Linked DNA regions of Mus musculus: regions 1 and 2 are each linked to region 3. Evidence: chromatin contacts called from public HiCAR-type and HiChIP or PLAC-seq data. All regions are on one chromosome and are shown on one strand. The core of a region is the stretch at or near the end of the contact, and the rest is flanking DNA. Distances in the headings are between cores, read along the strand shown. Region 1 has its middle 9.1 kb from the start of Gm46502. Region 2 has its middle 35 kb from the start of Gm41312. Region 3 has its middle 13 kb from the start of Abra.

Region 1 (4,234 bases), core at 1,591-4,090, 720 kb after region 3:
GGTTGCTTCCCAACAACACTCACATAGTGACTAACAACCACTTGAAATTGTAGTTCCAATGGATCCAATATCCTTTTCTGGCCTCTGTGCATAGAAGCCATTTGCATACATTTGCCAAAACACACATAAGGTAAACAAATAAATCTGAAAAAATATTAAGCAGCGATCTTTTACAGAGGCAGTCAGTGACAGTAGGAAGAGCTACCTTCTCTGGTACAGAAGCAAGCAGACTTGGCTGAGTCAGTCAAGACGCAGAAGCTTTGAAGCAGCACAAGAGGAATTAGTTGATATGGAGGGAGCCTCTTTTGTACTCAGCTGCTGTTGGTGTCTCCAAAGGTGGGCACAGCGTAGTTGTTTCTGCCATAGCTCTGCAAGCTGTGAACACTGAGCAGACTGCAAGTCGCATTCAACAGCTGCTTCAAGAAGCAACTACCAGGCTGGAGAGATGGCTCAGTGGTTAAGAGCACCAACTGCTCTTCTGAAGGTTGTGAGTTCAAATCCCAGCAACCACATAATGACTCACAACCATCTGTAATGAGATCTGATGCCCTCTTCTGGGGTGTGTGAAGACAGCTACAGTGTACTTACATATAATAAATAAATAAATCTTTAAAAAAAGTAGCAACTACCCTATAGCAAGGTGGAATGGTCTGCTGACTGAAAGGAATTGTGGCGAACACCAGAACAGGAAGAAACTGCTTGACCTTGCATCACCCTCTGCGGACAGCGTAGCAGGGAGCCGCTACCCAAGCAGAGGAACTGTGTGTAGTTCCATTTCCAGTAGAAAAGGAGAGAAAGATGGGTCTGGGCAGTATGTGAATGCATATTTCTTACTTTATCCAGTAAAAGCTGGAGAAAGTTGACCAGGTTGTGCCTCTTCAAAGAGACCCACAGCTGTTAGAAAATTCTACGATTATTTTGAAATTAATGTATATCAGCACTTACTTAGCTTCTTTATCTGTGTAATGACTGTGGTCATAGCAATTATCTTTTGTTGTTGAAAAGCACTTAGAGGAGTAGGGGACACAGACTGAGAACATATGATCAATACATTTTAGTTATTATTTATTACTACACTGCCATCCTGGTTTGATTTTGATCACTGTCATAAAACACTAACCAAAGCCAACTTGTGGGGGGAAAACTTATTTGGCTTACAATTCCACATCACAGTCCATCATTGAGGGAAATTAGAATAGGAATTCAAGCAGGAACCTGGAGGCAGGAGCCCATGCAGAGACCGTGGACTGGTGCTGCACACTGGCTTTTTCTCCATAGCTTACTCTGCCTGCTTTCTTAGACCATTCAGGGCTATCTGCCCAGGATTGACACTGCCCACAGAGGGCTGGGCTCTCCCACGTCAATCATTAATCAAGAAAATGCCCACACAGACTTGTTCACAGGCCAATCTGTTGATGGCAACTTCTCAATTAAGGTTCCCTCTTCCAAAATAATTCCAGCTTCTGTCAAGTTGACCCAAAACCAAACCAAACCAAAACAAACGAAAAAGACAAGAAAAGAAATGAACAACAAACCCTTAACAACCACAAATTGGCTTGCTTACTTGGATAATCAAGAATTCAAGTACTAAAAATATATTTCAGGGCCTCAAACAATATATAGAGATCTAATACAACTTGGGTGCAACTTGAGAAATAGGTGTAGACGTTTACCCACTGTCAAAACAGCCCCTGGAAATAACTGCAGACTTAATTGATTTTTTTCATACACCGCAGCTGACTAGTCCACCCTTCTCCCATCAGTCCCCAGCATTCATAGCTACCGCCGCCTCTGGACCTCAACCACCATGGTTAGAGGTGCTCCGGCCCAGGAGCAACAGGGCTGAAAGGGCCAAGGTAGCAAGTCAGCTTCATCAAGACTGTTAAGGCCTGGAATTCTGAATTTAGCAGCATGAACTTCTACATGGGTTCGGAAGCACGGAAGTTCAAGGATACTTAGCCATCACTGCGGAAGGGGTGGGCGTAGGTGGGGTGGGGTGGGGGGTGGGGGTGGTAGGTTTTTTTCCTTGATAATATCAACAAAAGAAGGCTGTATGTAGCTTCTGGAATTAAATGGGTGCAGTTTCTTGTTCTTTGTTTTTCCTCCAAGCTGGGGACTGAGGTGAAAACCTGGAGGTGGTTAATTTAATGACTAGACGAGGAGGAAAATGAACCTAAAACCTTCCCACTGCTTCTGTAGACTTCAGTGTCAGACGTTTTTATCCATTAGTAGTTTTACAACACGTTATTAACCCATATCAGTTTTGCCATATTTCATAATAGGATGGATTTTTTTCAGCTATACAAATAGTGACCACTATGAAATGTATTTTATTATGAAATAGTTGAACATTTATAATTGACTGATAGCATATTAGGTTTATTTATAACGATGTCATTTGTGCGACCAAAATTAAACAGAGCGACTTTTGATGAATAGGGATTAAGTTTGCGCTCCCAGCACATCTAGTTACTTTGGAATCTGAAGATGGCATTGTAAGACTCTGATGAGCCTTAGCTTACTGGGGACCCCTGATTGAACCACTCAGAGTGGGGGAAGCATGCAAAAAGCAAGAGGAATTTATTGTTCCAATGCGTTTGGGGTCATCCTGCACCGGAAGGAGAGGCAGCCTCAAGCAGCCCAGTCAGGGAGTTTTTTATACAGTTTTCGGAGCAGCAGCCATTAGTCACAATGTGATTGGCAGAACAGTGTAATTTTTAAACTGATTGGTCACTAGGGGAATGAGGTGGCAAGAACTTCCCTTGTCTGTAGGTGGCCTTGTCTGTAGGTCTGTCCTACAGAATGTGTTTACCTCCTTTGGACCTCCCCAGCCTGCAGGTAGAGGTTGATCAGTGTCTCCCGCCCCACCTTGGCTGAGGAATGTTAATTAGCCCCTCCTTTCTGGAGGGGAGGGGTGCCTAAGTGTTCCATGACCTTTTTTCTTCCAGGAGGGGAGGGGTCTGGTGGCATTTTCCAAAGGTCCTGAACTGGCCTCTTCAACACACCATTAGGTGGGTGAATCCTTTGAATTCTCTGCTTCCCTTCGAATTGGGAAACAGTTTTCATTTACTTTCATAAAGTCGAAGGTAATAAAATGGCAGTTGTTTTTGTTGCCCGAGAAATGGAAGGAGCAAGTTCAAGGATAAAAATGAGTAACTGCTGTGGGCTGAGGTTGTTCGAATAAGCAATTCCGTTCTTTTGTGAAAAATTCTCGGTTCTCCATTAATTACATGAACTTCCTGTAGGGCTACAAAGTATCTGCGGCAGTTATTTAAAGAGCAGCACCACCTAGTGGCTAAATAATGCAACTACTTTATCCTAAACAGAAAAGAAAAACAGTTTCAATATCCAGACAGGTAGCTATCCAAACAGTGTCTGTTATTAGAACTATTCCTCACAAGTTTTCTTATTTACTGACTTCACTGTTTTAAAATATGGTTTTTTTTTAAAATAAAAAGGTCTGTAACCATAACAAATGTTAACTCTTCCATGTTCACTTTAAGAGCATTAAAAATTATTGGAAAGGTCACTGTGGTAATTTTAACATTGTGATCTTTAAAAATGAATTTTAAAGAACCTTTAAAATATTTGCTCCTTTAAGGCATTGAAATTCACTTACTAAAATTATTACATGTTTCTTATAGTCTCATTTGTACGGACATATTTTGAAGGCATTTAGTTCAAAAATCTTCAGCCATAAAATACCATCAGAATTCAAAAAGCCATTTGGAGAAGGACATATATTTATTATACTGTTAGTATGATTATTTAGAGTAGTGATTCTCAACTTAATTTTGGTATCACTTAATATAGTATCTCATCTTGTAACATGTTCCCCAGCCATAAAATTATTTTCATTGCTACTTCATAGCTGTAATTTTGCTAGTAGCATGAATGTAAATGTTTGTGTTTTCTGATGGTCTTAGGAGCCCCCTTGAAAAAATTGCGGGTCGCGACCCACAGTTTGAGAATCACTTATTTGGAGCCAGTCTTGCGCATCTACAGAAGCATTTGGTTCAGAATACAGTGTTGCTGCCCTCTTGTGGCTAGAAGAGCACACCGCGCCTGGATATGATCAGTCAAAGAGAAAGTTTTATAATTTAAGAAAGAAAAGAAAAAAAGGAATGCGAGCCGTTTTCACATTTGTTTATCCACCATAGCCAAAGTTCCAAATGCTTAGTTAATTTACTTACAGGGCCAACCAAAGGAAATGAACTTATTTGAACTTCCCATC
Region 2 (3,963 bases), core at 1,308-3,807, 530 kb after region 3:
TAAGTGGTGCTATATGCTCATTCTACATGCATCATTCAAAATCCTCCATACTCTGCCCCTATTTAATGAAGACACTAAAGCTTGGAAAGGTTAGGCAACATGTTCAGCTTATAAGATAGCTAGCGCTAAAGCTAGACCCAGAACCCTCCAGAATCCTCCATTATTGTTCTTTGTGTTGCCTTCCATAACTGCGATTTTAAAGAGTAGTAAGGGCTTTGGCACGCTGAAAACAGGAAGAGAGCAGGATAAACATTATCTACCACTGTGATGCTGGCAACATCTCAGGAACAGTCGCAGAGACTATGGGAGGCAGGATATTTACCCGTCTAGAGACCAAAGAAGCTTGGGAACTGGGCACAAGCACGAGGTACAGGCTTTGCTAAAGAACCCAGCAGTCCACCTAGCTAACCTGGGCTACAAGAGAATTCATTTCTAGAACAGGAAGTACAACCTTGACAGAAAATCAGAGTCAAGAAAAACAGCAATAGGGAGCTCGTGTGTGTGTGTGTGTGTGTGTGTGTGTGTGTGTGTGTGTGTGTGTGTGTTAGGGGGCAAGGGGTTGTTATATCTTCAAGCAGTGAATCTCCTGACAGGAAAACCTCAAGATTAGACTGGGTAGGAGACAAGATAGGCATGTTGTTTGAGAATGAGTGCTTCAAAACCCACAAAGCTTTTCTGGAAGGACAGTTCCTTACTGTCTGTGAGCAATTAAATAACACTGTGATATCTGTTTTGTCTGTGGAATGGGTTCATGGACATTTACTTTTTGGAACTGCTGTTTATGTCACATCACATAGTGTATATGAGGTTGCTCCTTGTGATGGTTTGTATATCCCTGGACCAGGGAGTGGCACCATCTGAAGGTGTGGCCTTGTTGGAATAGGTGTGACCCGGTTGGAATGGGTATGTCACTGTGGGTGTGGGTATAAGATCCTCACCCTAGTTGCCTGGAAGTCAGTCTTCCACTAGCAGCCTTTGGATGAAGACTTAGAACTCTCAGCTACTCCTGTGCCATGCCTGCCGGATACTGCCATGCTCCCACCTTGATGATAATGGACTGAACCTCTAAACCTGTAAGCCAGCCCCAATTAAATGTTGTTTTTTATAAGACTTGCCTTGGTCATGGTGTCTGTTCACAGCAGTAAAACCCTAACTAAGACACTCCTGAAACACTGACAAAAAGGTTCTGTGCTGATGAGAATCCCTTCATCAGTAAGTAAGATAGGCAGTTTTACTATGGTTTTTGTTGTTGTTTGTGTAAGAGACATGTTGTCTTTTACATGAATGTAGGAAAATTCTAAATTGGTGTGGAAGAACCCATTTCATCAGGGTTCCACATTTCTGATACTTGTTTTATATGCTTAGGATACCATCCATCCAATTTATGTAAGATGTATGGACTCTAGCTCTTACCATCACTTCACACAATCAAACTAATTTACATGGTTGAAGTGGTCACAGTGAGGCTGAGCAGTACTGTTAACCCATAGTGCTATTTTCCAAGCTTGTGTTGGGATGTTAGGATCTGGTGTCATAGAGAAGTGAGGATGTGTCAGGATCTGCAGAATATCTGGTGTGGTTTGTGGTTCAAAAATGACACTATCAGAAGTCTTTTAGCAATAGTAGTATTTAACAGTGACAGTGGGAAAAAAAAGAGTAGAGTTGTAGAGAGATCTGATGATGTGAACTTTGTATCTTGTCCTATAGACAGCCACTAGCAAAAGTCAAAAATTTAACTTTAGTTAAAAGTTTAACTTTAGGTATCCAACTAGTCACTGAACCTGGCGGTTGTCCTTATTGAATGCAGTTTCTTGTGCAGTTAGAAGTAGCCCCTCCCCCAGTATTAAAACTAAAGAAAAATGAATGAAAAAGCTATGTTCCCTAGTCACACAGCACAAAAATGCTCTTGACATGTGAAGCTCAGGGTTGTTTTCTCCCATAATGTAGCTTGGGGAACCATGATTTGTTTTTTTGTTTTGTTTTGTTTTGTTTTTTCCTTTTTGTTTTGTTTTGTTTTTGTTTTAATGTGGCAAAAGCATAAAATGGAATGGGCATGGATCTTTGCACCATTGCCTGAAGGCTAGGAGAACTCATAAAAGCTTGTCTCTTCTCCTCTCCTCTCCTCTCCTCTCCTCTCCTCTCCTCCCCTCTCCTCCCCTCCCCTCCACTCCCCTCCCCTCCCCTCCCCTCCACTCCCCTCCCCTCCCCTCCCCTCCACTCCCCCTTCTCTCATGTTCTTTCTATATCCTGAATTCTTCCCTTCCCTCCTCTCTCCTTTCCCGTAGCTTTCCAGAAGCCATGGAGAACTGGGTACACCAGAAAGGAAGGATGTGTATGAAAAAGGGAAGGGATAGGCTAGAGAATTAAGGCAAGACAAAGATTTCTGATCCAGGGTCAAAGTTTTATTTTCAGCTCTGCCTTTATATGGGTAAACCCCAAAGAGCAATTCTTTGTTTCAGCTGGTTTCTGTTGCAAGGCAAGCTCAGCAGGCGATCAACTCCTCAAGGCTGTGGTAGGGAAATGCAAATAAGGTGAGGCTAAAACCTTTGGAGTTTTGTTTAGCCTATTCAAGGCTGGGAGGAGGGCACACCTTCTCCTCCTACTCCAGTAAAACATTATCAGTAGGTCTTAGTAGTGAGTTTTCCATTCTGCATGAAATAAAGGTCACCTTCCCTAACCCAATCAGGTCTTCAGGACTCTCCATAAGTGGTCCATGCTTGTGTCTGTAATTACTTCCTATGGGTCTCTCTTCTGTCCCTTTTCTAATTTGTTCTCCAGCAGTCTGAAATTCTTCTGCTTTTCTGACATAATTTATCCCTTTTTCCAAGTCTTTTCCTTGTTTTTTGTTTTTTGTTTTTTGTTTTTTTTCTGATGAAAATCTATTTAGGCCTCAGCTATAGCTTTAATAAAACAAGGAGTTATTTTATAAGCAGATTCTAGACTTTTATCTTTTTAAATGTCTTCACTTTAAGTTGCTAGTGCCTATCTATCATCTACCTATAAAACTATCTAATCTCTGGTGCACTTACATTAGAATATATCTATATTATCTTTTTTTTTTACACACTTCTTACTAATAAAGGCCCTTTTTTATTATTTAGTGCTCTAGCACTGAATACATTGCAAGCATTCAGTGAGCATTTATGAAAAAGATACAGAAAATTCTATTGCCTGTTTTTCAAACTCAACTTTCTCAGTATCAGTTTTAATGTTTTCTCCTGCATCATGAGATTTATATATATATGTACATAAAATACATATACATATATATTTTATTGCAAGAGACTAAAAAGAATGGACTAATTTTTATGTTATATGATATATGTGTTTAATAACTGCAGTGGATATTAAATGTGGTATATATATGTATATATATACATATATATAATCTTTTACATATTATATGTTCTCAATGTTGGGTTTTCAAGTTTAAGAATATTTGACATCATAGGATATTTCCAACTGTAGATTTTAACATAGAAATTTCAAGAGTGTACCTGGGATTTGACACTTTTCAAGTTCTCAAGTCAGGGATGGGAGAGATGGGTCAGTTGTCAGTTTATATACCATAAACATGAGGGTCTTTCTTCAAATCCCTAATACTCACACAAGAAGCCTGATGGGGAGGTGAGCTCCTATAACTCTGTTACTGGAGACAGAAACAGGATTCCTGGAACTTACCATCAGCTTCCAAGCAGAACTGGTGTGTGCCACTATCCTTCAAACTGAGGTAGAGAACAATTAAAAAAAAAAAAAAAAACAGCACTCATCATCAGCATCTAGCTTATACTCATGTGTATGTACACATGCATACAACAATGAAGACAGATACATGTACACTTTCACATGTGTGCACAAAGTTAACAAGTCATGAATATGAGATTAATTTCATCCATCCATTTGAGTAGCAAGGAACCAGTAAGACTTTGAGCTCAATCATGTCTGTACCTTGGAGCCATTAGG
Region 3 (3,886 bases), core at 550-3,049:
AAGGATTTTACCAGAGAAGCCATTTTAAATAAAAGAAAATAGAATAGATGGTTAAACATTCCTTGGTTTTTGAAGAGGTAAATATTCTCTTTGGAGAAATGTTCGATGGGGACTTAAAGCATCTTAACTGACTACACATAACCCCTCCCTGGGCTGTGTGTGGTGAGAGAGAAGAATTCTCACAAAAAGAATACAGAACTAGCAAATGCCAGGTTTAGCATCTCTTCTAGACAGGAAGCTGTTATCTGCCCCTTCTAAAATGTGTTTAGACCCTTAACAGCTTAAATTTAGCTCTCAGGCAGCCTCTCCAGTCTCCCTGTGGGGTATGAGTGGTGTTAAATGACTGACAGATGTGAAACAAAGATACCTTCCCACACAGCTTCCTTTGACTCTTTGAGAGAGCTTTAATCTCTACTCATGGTGGGGAGGCAGGGACCCCCAAGAGATAAGCCAGTCAGAGGGCTCTGAAACTCTGAAATTAACATACCTCAGACTTTTGTCCAATGTCTTAAAATAGTGAATTTCCAATTGTCTGTCAGGTGGCTTGCAAGTCTTTGAAGCAATGCTAGCTAGCATCCTGCAATGAGATTGCCTACAGCGCTTACTTAACTCCAGGAAGATAAAGACAGAAAGAGCAGGATGCCTGGTTTCTTGTATCTCCGCATGTTGAAAACCTGAGAGTCTCCTGTTACAGAAGCTAATCTCTCTGCAAATTTACTGAGCTGTCCGGACATCTTTACATTCTACGCCTCATTTAATCTTTACAATGTTGCCATCCAATGCTGTCCAATGTGTATTCATGGCTCCCGTTTGGACAGGGTACTTAAGCAGGGAGAGGTTCAGTAACATGCCCAAGGTCACACAGCTATCTAGTAAGCTTGTCCTAATTCAACTCAAAACCTACCTAGAAAATACAGAGGGAACATTTAAAATATTATACAGGATGTTTTATCATATCTTAGTGTCTGACAGCCTTTGCTATCAGTGTCAGAATCTTATTTAGTAGAGATATTCTCTCATCATCTCTTCACACTAGCTTGTCCCTTTTGTTTTGTTGAAAGGGTTGGTGAAATGTTAGGTCTTAGAGCATAAGATTGAGACGCAAGCAAGATTTCACATCTGTTATTTTAATTTAACCTAACATTTGATAAAGTGCTGTAATCTATGAAAAAGTATAAGCATAGTATGATACTGAAAGATGGTAAGAGGCCACCCTTACTAAATGGGTGAATGGTTACCCTCCACACGGACATCCACGTGTCAGTCTGTGAATGGGAAACCTGCTGAACAAAGAGGTTTTTGGAGATATAATGAAATTAAAAATCTCCAGCCGCAACCATTCTTGTACTATCAGCCCTCAGTGGTGGAAAGTGTCCTTTGAATAAGACCCCCAAAATGTCCTTTGACTAAGACAGCCTTTGTCAACACAGAGAAGGACAGGAAGTGATGCAGTCATCACTCCAGGAAGATTGAGCCACGAGAAGCTGGGAAAGGCAAGGTACAGTTCTCTGAGCAGCTTTGAGAGGGGGCGCAGCTCTGCAGACACCCGCTTATACACTTTCCACCCCCAGAGCTGGGAAAGAGTAGTTTCTGACCTAAGTAAGCAAGTAGTGGTAACTTAATACAGTTGGCCCTACCAAGCTAACACAGAATCATGTGTGTGTCTGAGGTTCACTCCTATTGTCCCTTGTAACTAGTACCAATTGGTGTTTTCTCCACTAAATTGCTCTGACTGGGGAGGCACAGATGACTCTGCATTCACCTTTGCAACTCAGGGTGCTAACCTGTAGCTCAGTGAACACTCATTGAAATGGTAATAGCGATACAGTAGAGGCTGAAGAAAGAGACTGTGAGCCTGGGGTGACCTGAGAATATGAAAGGGTTGTAACAAAGGCAAGAGCTATCTGGAAACATCCCTGTGACTCTTTGGTCTAAAGAGTGGTACAGGGTGCCCTCTGGAATTTCAGGACAACTGGAATGTTCTCAGTCCTGGCCTAATCAACAACAGTCCTGGAAATGAGATTAAATATTATTAATTACACAATATGGGGGAAGGGAGAATGGGAAACGAGGTAAATCTGAGGCCCAGCTATCATTTATTCTTGCTATTTCACTTTTCAAATTACTTTATTATTGAAATATCCTAGGCTACCCAGTGCAGTCTTGCTTCCCACAATTATTTCTATCCATGCATTCATTTATTAAACAAGTATTTGTATAGTATGTGTATTATTATTATTGCTTTTGGAGGAAGGAATACAAAAGAGAATAGTGTCAGTCTCCATGGTCTTCAAGTGAGCTGAGCTGAGGGGTGGTGGGTAGCCCTGAGAAAAGTGACAATTGGCACGTGGAAGTTAACTAATGGGTGGCTTCCTCTGTGGCTGCCATGATCCAAGTTTACTCTCACCTTCCTCAAGCCTCTTGGCTTCATCGATGGCCGTGGCACGGGCTGTGGCACATGGTCGCTTCTGTTCCTTTAATGTAAGACATTGTATACAGAGAGCTTTCTTCACTTTGAATATCTTGGAACTTCTTATCAGGTAACTGACAGAAAGTTACTCTTTTGTGTCTGTTTGTGCTACTGAGGTCGTCTATTCTGGAGACTAGATGGTGACTGAATCAGCCCCCTATAGGAGATTTAAGTTGTTTTCAATACTTTACCATCTGGAAAAATGTTGTAATGTATAACTTTGTACAAACAGCATTTGAAGCCCTTGGATAATTTCCCAGAAGAGGAATTTCTAGGATATATGTGTAAGTTTGACAAGTACTGCCAGATTGTCTTTCATCATGGTTTTGTTTACACCACAGGGACAGTGAACCTGGTTTTCCCACAGGTTACTCATAGCAGCAGAGGTCAGATAAAAGTTGCTGTGGTCGTGGGTCTCTCTGATTCCAAGAAGAATGATGATCTCATGTAATTTTTAATATTCATTTGTCCTTTTCCGAGTAATAGTGAACATGTTCTCATGTGTTTAAGAGTCATGCGTAATTCTTTTCCAATGAACTCATTGTTCATATTTTTATCCAATTTTTTGCTGGAAGTTAGCTTTTTTTTTCTCATCCATTTCTATCGTCTTATGAGAGATTGTTCTTGTTTAATTAGTTGAAGTGTTCTTTCATGTGTTTTGCTTTCTGGCTTTGACTATAGCTTTTCTCCCCCCATTCCCCATGTTTGATATGTATAGCAACATTTACCAAGTTTTTTTTTTATAGTTTCTGATTTTTGAATCATGTTTTAAAAGATTATCCCACTCCATATTTATAAAGATATTATTTTTTCTAGTGTAATTATGATTTTTATATTTTCTGGTTAACTCTTTGATCTATTTATAATATAGTCTGCTCTGTGGCTCAAAAGATGGATCAGTTAGCTTCCAATGATTTTATAGCTTTCACATAAATATATCTGTACCCATAGAACTTCTTTTTAGCTGATACATTAAATCATAAACGTAGTGAAACGTACCATGAATGTATCCATAGACATATTTATTGTGTAATCCATAAATCCAGGTAAACATGTCTGTCTTCTCAACTATTCATCATCCCTTTATGGTGAAATCTATGATGCCTTTATATTTAGTCTTTGACAATTACATACATACAGTCAAAGTATTTTGGTCATTTTTCTGCCCTTCCTCCCCTCTAGCTTTTAGAAATGTATACCATGGATCTCTACAGTCTCCTGCCTATGCGATCCCACACCAGTACTTCTCATTCCTATCTAGAGTAGTGTAATATTGAATGACCAATGTCCCACACCTCTTTCCTGACTTATCTACCCCTGTCATCTGGAAACATGAGCCTATGAGAGGCTATTGGTGAAGCCTAGTTGCAGTGTTTTGGAGATGCCAGTAGTATGAGATGATCACCAAGAACACTA

Evidence for each region. HiCAR-type assays count read pairs that join an accessible place to other places. HiChIP or PLAC-seq counts read pairs in DNA pulled down with a chosen protein or histone mark.
Region 1: an H3K27ac HiChIP or PLAC-seq map of embryonic stem cells shows a contact between it and region 3, with 6 read pairs. The contact joins two enhancer-like sites. A contact is called at or near these places in 4 of 115 datasets of contacts at active chromatin or transcription factors (all in embryonic stem cells).
Region 2: a contact with region 3 is called in a HiCAR-type map of embryonic stem cells, with 3 times the contacts expected there. The contact joins two enhancer-like sites. A contact is called at or near these places in 1 of 484 Hi-C or Micro-C datasets (embryonic stem cells) and 2 of 115 datasets of contacts at active chromatin or transcription factors (both in embryonic stem cells).

The regions. Positions count from the first base shown.
Region 1 is chr15:41,162,842-41,167,075 of GRCm38.p6, reverse strand. No RefSeq gene overlaps it. Among named protein-coding and RNA genes, the nearest start is that of Gm46502, 9.1 kb to the left of the region's middle. Within about 2 kb of position 2,840, at least 50 of the 459 cell types and tissues checked have an H3K27ac peak or open chromatin away from gene starts, as enhancers often do. A contact at or near this core is called in embryonic stem cells, where this site is marked.
Region 2 is chr15:41,350,840-41,354,802 of GRCm38.p6, reverse strand. No RefSeq gene overlaps it. Among named protein-coding and RNA genes, the nearest start is that of Gm41312, 35 kb to the right of the region's middle. Within about 2 kb of position 2,557, at least 11 of the 459 cell types and tissues checked have an H3K27ac peak or open chromatin away from gene starts, as enhancers often do. A contact at or near this core is called in embryonic stem cells, where this site is marked.
Region 3 is chr15:41,880,649-41,884,534 of GRCm38.p6, reverse strand. No RefSeq gene overlaps it. Among named protein-coding and RNA genes, the nearest start is that of Abra, 13 kb to the right of the region's middle. Within about 2 kb of position 1,799, at least 12 of the 459 cell types and tissues checked have an H3K27ac peak or open chromatin away from gene starts, as enhancers often do. A contact at or near this core is called in embryonic stem cells, where this site is marked.